2 separate regions of the Oryctolagus cuniculus genome follow, and region 2 is linked to region 1. A link is a contact called in public Micro-C data. All regions are on one chromosome and are shown on one strand. Each heading gives the region's core, a stretch centred on a gene start, on an enhancer-like site or on the middle of the called end of the contact. The rest is flanking DNA. Distances are from core to core; before and after follow the strand shown. Region 1 holds the start of PRDX6 (peroxiredoxin 6). Region 2 holds the start of RC3H1 (ring finger and CCCH-type domains 1).

Region 1 (4,581 bases), core at 1,174-3,673:
GCCAGCACTGTGGCAAAGTGGGTAAAGCCTTTACCTGTGACTGTGGCATCTCATCTGGGTGCCAGCTTTTGTCCTGGCTGCTCCACTGCCACCCCAGCTCCCTGCTCATGGCCTGGGAAAAGCGGTGGATGATGGCCAACATACTTAGGCCCCTGCCACCCAGGTGGGAGACCTGGATGAAGCTCCTGGCTCCCGCCTGGCCCAGCCCTGGCTATTGTGGCCACCTGGAGAGTGAACCAGGAAATGGAGGATCTCTCTGTCTCTCTCTCTATATATAACTCTGCCTTTCAAATACATAAATAATCTTTTTTAAATGTTGGCAGATAATGTGAAAGAATTTAAAATGCTACAACAGCTAAAGCAATCAAGGTTGTAGAGTGCAGATCCATTGCCTGCATGTAGAATCTGGTACTATAAATTCCAACAGGTGTTCATCCTGTTTTATTATAGTTGCATACTTTAGAGAAGGCAGGTCAGAGATCAGTAATTTGTCAGAGATCAGTAATCTGTTTCCACATTCATTCTTCATATTTATAGTGGATCATGTTTTCTAGTCTAAATCCACAACACATTATCAGTAAGGCCTTAAAGTCAAACTACCCTTCTCTTCTACTTCCTTTCTCCCCAACAAAAAGAGTTAAAACAGTGCATTTAAAACCAAAACATAGGGGCCAACACTGTGACGAAGGGGTACAGCCGCCACCTGCACTGCCGGCATCCCACATGGGCGTCGATTCATATCCTGGCTGCTCCACTTCTGATCCAGCTCTCTACTGTGGCCTGGGAAAGCAGTAGAAGATGACCCAAGTCCTTGGGCGCCTGCACCCGTGTGGGAGACCCCGAAGAAGCTCCTGGCTCCTGGCTTTGGATCGGCGCAGTTCCGGCCGTTGCGACCAACTGGGGAGTGAACCATTGGGCAGAAGACCTCTCTCTCTGCCTCTCTTCTCTCTCTGTGTAACTCTTTCAAATAAATAAATAAATCTTTTTTTAAAAACGTGGAGATTAGATTAGCTTTACAGAGTTTTCTAGAGTGGCTACCAATTTTACCAGTCATCTTACTGCAAGTCCTTGTTGTGAGGAGAACTAAGTATAAATTATACAGAAACACATCACTACACTGAAAACTCAGATCACAGCATTTGACTCCGTACTCTACCCACTGCCATCTTAACCCTGCCACGCCCCACCCAGAGGACTGTCCATCTCTGAACCCTAACCATTTGCATCACATCCCCTCTCCCTACCAACATTCAGCACAGTCTATCCTAACTGCATGTAAATCTGCGGCTGGCGCAGCCCACACATACCAGGAAAGCAACAGTGGCTGCATAGACCATGCTCACCACCCAAACACTAACAGCACTTCCAGAGCGCACACTGAGTAGCTGATCTGCACTCTCCCGGAAGCGTTCCCAGACCACCCACCCAATCCAAAGTCGCTCTGCAGCCACTAACTTACTTTCCTTCTCTAAATAGGCCTGCTGCGGTCTAACACCGTCCTGTCGGATCATGTATCCTTCGCCATCGTCCCCCCGCCTGGTACACAAGCACGCGTGGCACTGATACAGTAATAAGTGAATCTGAATCCCCCGTCCCCTGGGGAACAGAAGCGACCTGCACACGGTGCTCTACATTTCACATTGCGCTTTCAGGACACGCGTGCGGCGTGACTGTCTAAGGGTTCCTAAGGTGGGCGGGCAAAGGCTGAACAAAAACGGAAGTCTGGTTCCGTGGGACTTCGTACGGGAATTTCTGCTGCAATGAGAAAGCCACTTCCTCCAGCACTCGACCCCGGTGTGGCCACTTCCTCAGCCGCAGACGCGGCCGTGCGGGCTCGCGGGCGCGCAGGACTGAGGCGCCTCCGCCAGCCGTGCGGCGGCAGCGGACGGCAGCGCGCGCGGCGACTCCCCTACTTCGGCTGTCCGCCTCCTTTCACCCCCGAACCCGAACCGCCTCGCGGAGTCTAACCTGGCGCACCCCGCAGCCTCCAGGGGGCGGCGTTACCCCAGGCCCGCGTCACGGAGAGACCGGCGCCCGCGTCCGGCGGTTCTCACAGGGCGGGAGGCCGAGAGGCTGCCGGGCGCCCCGCCCCCCGCCCCGCCCCTCGCCCTCGGGCCCCGCCCAGGCCCCACACCCTCGGCCCTCGGACCCGCCCCTCGCCCTCGGGCCCCGCCCAGGCCCCACACCCTCGGCCCTCGGACCCGCCCCTCGCCCCGCCCCTCGCCCTCGGGCCCCGCCCAGGCCCTACACCCTCGGCCCTCGGACCCGCCCCTCGCCCTCGGGCCCCGCTCAGGCCCCACACCCTCGGCCCTCGGACCCGCCCCTCGCCCCGCCCCTCGCCCTCGGGCCCCGCTCAGGCCCCACACCCTCGGCACTCGGGCCCCGCCCGGGCCCCGCCCCGGGCCCCGCCCCTCTCCCACCAGGCCCCGCCCGCCCCGCCGGGCGCGCGCCGCGCCAGTCCGCCGAGCCGCCGGCTGGTTGCTGCCGCAGTCGCGCCTACGCTGTCCCTCCCGCTCCGCCGCTGCCGCCATGCCCGGAGGTCTGCTTCTCGGGGACGAGGCGCCCAACTTCGAGGCCAACACCACCATCGGCCGCATCCGTTTCCACGACTTTCTGGGAGACTCGTAAGTGGCCGCGTCGTCCGGTCCCGCCGGGGCCCGAGGCGCCTGCCTTATTCGGTGCCGGCCACCGGTTCCCGCACGTGCCTCTCGCCCTGCGGCCCCGCGTCGGCCGAGCGCAGGTGGGGGCCGGCCGCCCTCCGGTCACCTTGCCTGGGTCCCTGACCCCTCTCGGCCGCCAGTCGGGCTAACCAGGCTAAAGCGGGGGCAGGGGTGGGGGTGGGAACGCAACTGGGTTCCGCAGGCCCTGGGAACGCCAGGTTTCGTGTGGTTGAATTCCGTTTAGTAACCCGTGCGGGGGGCGGAGGCCGGGCGACCTCGGCGGTCACTGCCTGGGACTGGTGCCCGGGGCCGCACCACCCTCCTCCCCTCCCTCCGGCCTGGAATTTGCTCCCTGGGGAAAGAGGGTGGCCAGGGCCAAAGTCAGAGGACGGAGCTGCGGGCTGCAGGTTCGGGAGGGGCCCGCCCTCGCCTGAGAGTTCTCCTTGTTGCAGTGGTATTTGCAGGCTCCTGGGCCCCAGAGGAGAACCGTAGAGCCGCGAGCTGCCCAGAACACCTCCGCTGGCCAAGATAAAATTTGGCAACAGCTCTAGGGAGGAGCCAGAAACAGCCAGGCTGTGTGTAGCTGTGTCCTTGGTTCCAGAACTTGCAACACCTTCTGAGCGGAGAGCTGAGGTCTTCAGCTGCAGTGGCCTGTTCGCGCCCGGGGAGGGCCTTGCAGGCCGTGGGACGCGTGCACCTCCCCCCATGGAGACCCTTTTGTCTCCCTCTCTCGCTTCTGCCCTCTCTGACTGCCCTGCTAAGGTCTTCAGCTGCAGTGGCCTGTTCGCGCCCAGGGAGGGCCTTGCAGGCCACGGGACGCGTGCACCTCCCCCCGTAGAGACCCTTTTGTCTCCCTCTCTCGCTTCTGCCCTCTCTGACTGCCCTGCCTCCTCTCTGGCATCCAGCACGTGTGATAGCCAGCGTGGTGACCCAGTGTCTGGCCTGGTGGTCGCAGCATCATGATCGGGAGTTAATGGGTGTTGCTCTTGTTTTACAGCCAACTTTAAGTTGCCTGGTGTTCATCAGGAGCATTCCAGACACTTTGGGTAGGAGGTGTCTTCCCGTGGTGTTATGAGGCGTGCAGTCCTCCCAGCCTGTACCCTTTTTAGATACAGTAGCCAGAGACTCACCGGGGAGAGGCAGAGGAAGAAGTTAATGGTTGGACACGGCTGTGCTGAGAACCTGGGAGAGATTTTGTGTGTGTGTGTGTGTGTGGCTACACAGTAATTTTTTTAAAGGTTTATTTATTTTACTTGAAAGAATTGCAGAGGGAGGGATAGACAGAGAGAGGGATCTTCCATCTGCTGGTACAATCCTCAAATAGCCACAGCAGCCAGGGCTGGGCCAGGCTGAAGCCAGAAGCCTCTTACTCCATCTGGGTCTCCCACGTGGGTGCAGAGGCCCAAGAACTTGGGCCATCTTCCACTGCTTTCGCTGGCACATTAGCAGGGAAGTGGAGCAGCAGGGACTCCAACCTGCATCCCCCACTCACTGCAGATGGCAGCTTACTTAACTCACTGTGCCGCAGGAGAGATTGTTATACAACGGGCCCACACTATCCCTAAGCCCCTTCAGCCCAGCCACTGAGCAGCAGAAAAGTAAGCTTTGTCAGAGGAGTGGGATAGAAAGCCACTGAGAAATGAAATATTCAGATCTTGAAGGCAGGAAAAGACTTAACAAATAGAGCTTATGGCCAATGTCGTATTCAGAATCCAGGTATTAGTATTTCTCCCCAACCCTATGGAATCTTCAGAATGTGTTTTCTCCCCTACAACTCTCTCCTCCATGAAGTGAGGTTTGTCTAGATTAAAGGTAAATATGAAAGCTATTTACTGTAGCAACACTGTCAGTATTTAAGCTAACCATCCTTTTCCATTATTGTTTGTTGGCTTCTGGCTCTGTTTAGCTTTAATTGAAAGTG
Region 2 (4,913 bases), core at 711-3,210, 450 kb after region 1:
AGGGTTTTTTTTTTATATTAAACAGAAACAGGGACCCAAACTCAGCCTAACAATTGTTGAGTCAGCATCAAATTTTAATATAAAAGATTACTATTTAATTATCTTTGTTTTCAAGAGAATGATAAATACTAGGTAAATTAATCCTTGATACAACATGACTTTTATAAAATCTTAACTAGGTACATTAGCTACTTAAAATTCACAAATTCATAAAGAACTGTAATTGTTTTAATAGACTTAGGACCCCAGGTAAATTTAAGATTTATTACAATATAGGCTTGTTTTGGATTCCATACAGACCTCCTAAAAGAACACATACATACAAAAATTCACACAATTGAGCACTTTAAAAAAAGTTGTCTTTCTAAATCCCTTAATTCCAAAAAAAAAAAATCACATCAACAGGAGTCATATGAAGTTATTCTTTCTCCACTGGTCAAAAAAATCAAAACATCTACATTATTTATGCAAGGCATAAAATTAATGTCATTATTGATGTTCATCTACTATGCTTCAAAACCTGTAGCAGTCCATGTTTACTCAATTGCTAGTCTATGACCATCAATTCCTGTGGGAAAACTGGGAACTACTGTTACTCAGAGAATCTAAAAATGCTTTGAATTACCACAGACATGGACCAAGCTAATCAGAAATTCACCCTCAAAGTGAGGGACACTTATTAACTGATATCTTCTCTGCACAGCTCAATCCTCCTCCTAAAATCTCAAACTAACTGCCTTAGTTGGACCATGCAACTGAACGTTAATCAAGGGGAAGCAATCTTTTGGACGCATCCAAGCAACTTCAGTGTAATTTTCCGCACCTGCGGAAGAGACTGACTGTGGCAGATCCCTCGAAACCTAAAGTTCAAGGCAAATATTGCAGTTAGCTATGTCAAGTTCCAGGCGCAACTGCCCTAAGTACTCAGTGCTAAGAGCTGTCTCCTGCTAAGTCGAAACACTCAAAACAGAACCGCAGTCGTCTCTAGCCTTTGAAGTCTTCTAAAATATGCTTAAGAAATCAAATTGGAGGCTCAGGCAAAGATCGATGTGGGGTAATTCTAGGACAAATACTGAAAGGCCAAGTCAGAACATGGGACAGGACAGCTTGGAGACTAAACCACCTCTTGTCCCCTCAAGAAGGGCTACGGTAGGTACATTTTTGGCTAGTTAATGCTGTTGGCTTTTGGGCTACACGGTAACAATTCAACACGGCGCGATTGACGGAAAAAAAAGTTCTACTGAACATTGCAGTCTGTGTCCGTGTTGCCAGCAGGCTGCTTTGTTTCCAGTCTCGGGCTATTCTGGGATGTCCGGAGCTGTATGATTCCTGCGCCCACTCGGCCCATCCGGGACGCGGTCCTAACCGGGTTCAGAGAGGACTGCGGGGTGCCGACGGGGACGAGCCTCGTCTCCACCCCTCATCGACGGCCACGCGGCGTGTCTGCTGCGGCCGCACTTGGCGGCTTTCACCTTTCCCTTCAAGAGACACCTGCACACACCGCCTCCCCCGCGCCGACCCGGCAGACAGCGAGCGGGCTCGACCCCAGGAGCTCCGCAGAGCCGCCGAGCCCCGGGCGGGGAGGGGCGCTCGGGGCCGGGAGGCCGCCTCGCCCTCCCCCACCCCAGCCAGGGGCCGTCCGGAAAGCGCCTCCTGCGCGCACCGGCGGCCCGCCCGGCCCGGCGGCGGCCTCTCCTCACGGCCCTCGCCCGGCCTCCCTCCCGGCCGCACGCGGAGGCCTGAGGCCCGCGGGCCGGCGAGCGCGGCGCCCGCCCCGCCGCAGCTGCCTATTGTTCCCCGCCCGCCCGCCCGCCGCTCGCTCACCGCGCTGGTCCGAGCCGCAGCTCCTCTCAGCTCCGAGTCCCAGCGGCCGCCGCCACCGCCGCGGCAGCCGCCGCCGCCGCCGCTGCTGCCACCACCGTCGACGCTGATTCCGTCCCAGGCCTCCGGGCCACGGCCGCCGCCGCCGCCGCCAGCGCCGCCTCCGGCCTCCCACCTGCTGCTGCTGAGGCTGCTCCTGCAGCAGGGGCCATCTTGTAGGTCTGCCTCCGCTTCCTCCTCCTCCTCCTCGTCTTCCGCCGCCCCGTCGCTCGTTGTCCTCGTCCCCTTCCTCTTCCTCAGACTCCGGCCCGCCCCGAGCCTGGGGCGGAGACGAGGGCGAGGCCCCTCCCCCGGGGCGGGGCGAGCGGGCGGGGCGGGGCGCTGTGAGTCACCGCCGCCAACGCCCGGGGCCGCGGGGCGGAGACGAGGGCGAGGCCCCTCCCCCGGGGCGGGGCGAGCGGGCGGGGCGGGGCGCTCTGAGTCACCGCCGCCAACGCCCGGGGCCGCGGGGCGGAGACGAGGGCGAGGCCCCTCCCCCGGGGCGGGGCGGGCGGGGCGGGGCGCTCTGAGTCACCGCCGCCAACGCCCGGGGCCGCGGCGCGGGGCGGAGACGAGGGCGAGGCCCCTCCCCCGGGGCGGGGCGAGCGGGCGGGGCGGGGCGCTCTGAGTCACCGCCGCCAACACCCCGGACCGCGGCGCGCGGCGGGCAGGTGGCCAGCGGCGAGCGGGAGCCGGAGGCCTGGGCGGTCTCCTTGGAGTCCGCACTCGCTCTCCCTGCAGGCTCCCGGCTCTCAGCGCCTGTCCTCTCCGTGTGACCTCTGCCCCCAGCCCCCGTTTGCGGCTCTGGTTGTACCCGGGGTCTGCACCTCCCCGGCTTGGCCCTCCCGGGTGACCAGGCGCACAGACGCGGCTGGGCGCCGAGTGCTCCCGAGCCTCCCCGGCCTCCGTGGACCGTCAGAACGGCCCCAGCTGCTGCGGGCGGGCGGCCGGGAGACCCCTTCAGGGCCGTTCCTGGGTCCCACGCCTGCCTTTGAGAAGGGACAGCGGCGAAATCCTTTCGGCACCGTGCAGCGGTGTGGAAGGCACCGAAACCGGCGAGCCGAGCTCTTATCTCCCGGTCCTGGCCGACAGCAGCGTTGGTTTTCCGGGCCCTTCCTCGCTGCGTTCGTCAATAGCAGGAAAAGTGCTAACGTTTGGAGACGCCCTGCCTTTAACTTGCTACACCGCGTCGCTGTGACTGTGTTCACATCATTTGTCAACATAAACCACACGCCTGAAGCTGAGTTCCTTTTGGTTGTCAATACCCTCCTGCTGCTGCTACTTTTAGCTTCTGGAAGTCTCTGCTGATTGGGATTTCCTGCCTTTGAAGTGAGCCAGCTCTGGAACCCGTTTAACCTACTACCAGGAGAATCCCAGTGCGCCCTTATTTGGGATTTCACTTTCAGAGTTCAGTTACCGGAAATACTAAATGGAAAATTCCAAAAGTAAAGTGTAAATAGATTTCACTGCAACATATTGTTATACTTGTTCATTCTTGTTACTCTCTCACTGTGCCTAATTTAGGAATTAAACTTCCTCGTAGGTACGAACGGATAGGAAAAAGCTTAGTGTGTTTATAAACATATACCCCGCTGAGAAGGAGGAGCTACTGTAGCAACCACCCCAGCCCTACAAAGAGCAAGTTTCTAGCCTTCTCAGGGGGTGCCGACCTAAGGCATGATGGCCTTTTTGCTCCTCCAACAACCAGACCTCTGTCTCCTGCAAGGAAAAACAGATTAATCTGTTCCTCCTGTGTCTCCTCCTCCTCCCTGCTCCACTACAGCAGGTTTAGGTTTTAGCGGCTGTTGCTAGGCAGACATGCCAACTTCCCTGTTTAGGTAAAGCAAGCTACCCAACTTCCCGCGACAGGCAACTCAGATAACGTAATGTCTTTACCTTAGTTGGTAAAGCCTCTTCAAAGATCCCTTATAAAATAGTATTTTAAGCTAAATTTACCAATATTTCAATTAAAAATAAATTCTAAAAAAGAACTTTCCAAATTTCTTTTTTAATACCATACACAGAAACATTTGACAGAGAAAGGAAAAGAGAAGCTTTGATGAAAACACTTAAGTGTTCATGATAAAAACTAATCTGTGAGAAGTCATTTTTGTGTTTTGAATTCCCCAGTTACACTAGAAGTTTGGGACACAGAGGGTAATTTGTCCCTTGAGACTGAGTCTATTTAGATGATAGATAATATAGCTATTCAGTGAGGGAAAAAGATATTCTGGGTTTTACTCCCAAATTAGCAACTATTCAAAAATTTTTAGTTGATGAATTAAACTCTTTTTTCCTGATTTTGCTGCTTAAATTTTTTTACTACTACCAGAGTATTGAGATTTGTTGTGGATAAATACAAATGAGATAAAATGAGGCATTGTATTGAAATTTAAGCCATACATAGTTATACTTTGAAGATCTTTTTTTTTTTTTTTTTTTTCTGACAGGCAGAGTGGACAGTGAGAGAGAGAGAAAAGTCTTCCTATTTGCCGTTGGTTCACCCTCCAATGGCCGCTGCGGCCAGCGCATCGCGCTGATCCAAAGGCAGGAGCCAGGTACTGCTGGTCTCCCATGGGGTGCAGGTCCCAAGGACTTGGGCCATCCTCTACTGCCTTTCCAGGCCACAGCAGAGAGCTGGACTGGAAGAGGGGCAACCGGGACAGAATCCGGCGCCCTGACCGGGACTAGAACCCGGGGTGCCGGCGCTGCAAGGCGGAGGATTAGCCTATTGAGCCGCAGCGCCGGCCCACTTTGAAGATCTTTAGAGTTGTATAATAAATTTGTTTAGTGCAGTGAGCTTTGTTTTAATGCACTGAATTGAAGTGTTTAAAACATAGCCTGAGGGCCGGCACTGTGGAGTAGAAGGTTAAGCCTACAGTTGCTGGCATCCCATATGGGCAATGGTTCGAATCCCTACTATTCCCCTTCTGATGCAGCTCCCTGCTAATGTGCCTGGGAAAGCAGTGGAAGATGGCCCACGTCCATGGGTCCCTGCACCCACGTGGGAGACCTGGGAGAAGCTCCTCTCCCAGCTCCAGCCATTGCGGCTG

The links. A called contact is a pair of places that touch in the nucleus more often than the background predicts.
Region 2: a Micro-C map of ear pinna shows a contact between it and region 1, with 6 times the contacts expected there. The contact joins the promoter of RC3H1 here to the promoter of PRDX6 in region 1. A contact is called at or near these places in 2 of 6 Hi-C or Micro-C datasets (ear pinna and an unstated tissue).

What each region holds. Positions count from the first base shown.
Region 1 is chr7:1,961,699-1,966,279 of mOryCun1.1, forward strand. It overlaps PRDX6 (peroxiredoxin 6), which reads left to right and starts at 2,424. Exons shown (of 5, transcript XM_002714992.4): 1 at 2,424-2,624. The coding sequence starts at 2,530.
Region 2 is chr7:2,412,221-2,417,133 of mOryCun1.1, forward strand. RC3H1 (ring finger and CCCH-type domains 1) reads right to left here and starts at 1,961. Exons shown (of 21, transcript XM_051856942.2): 1 at 1,825-1,961.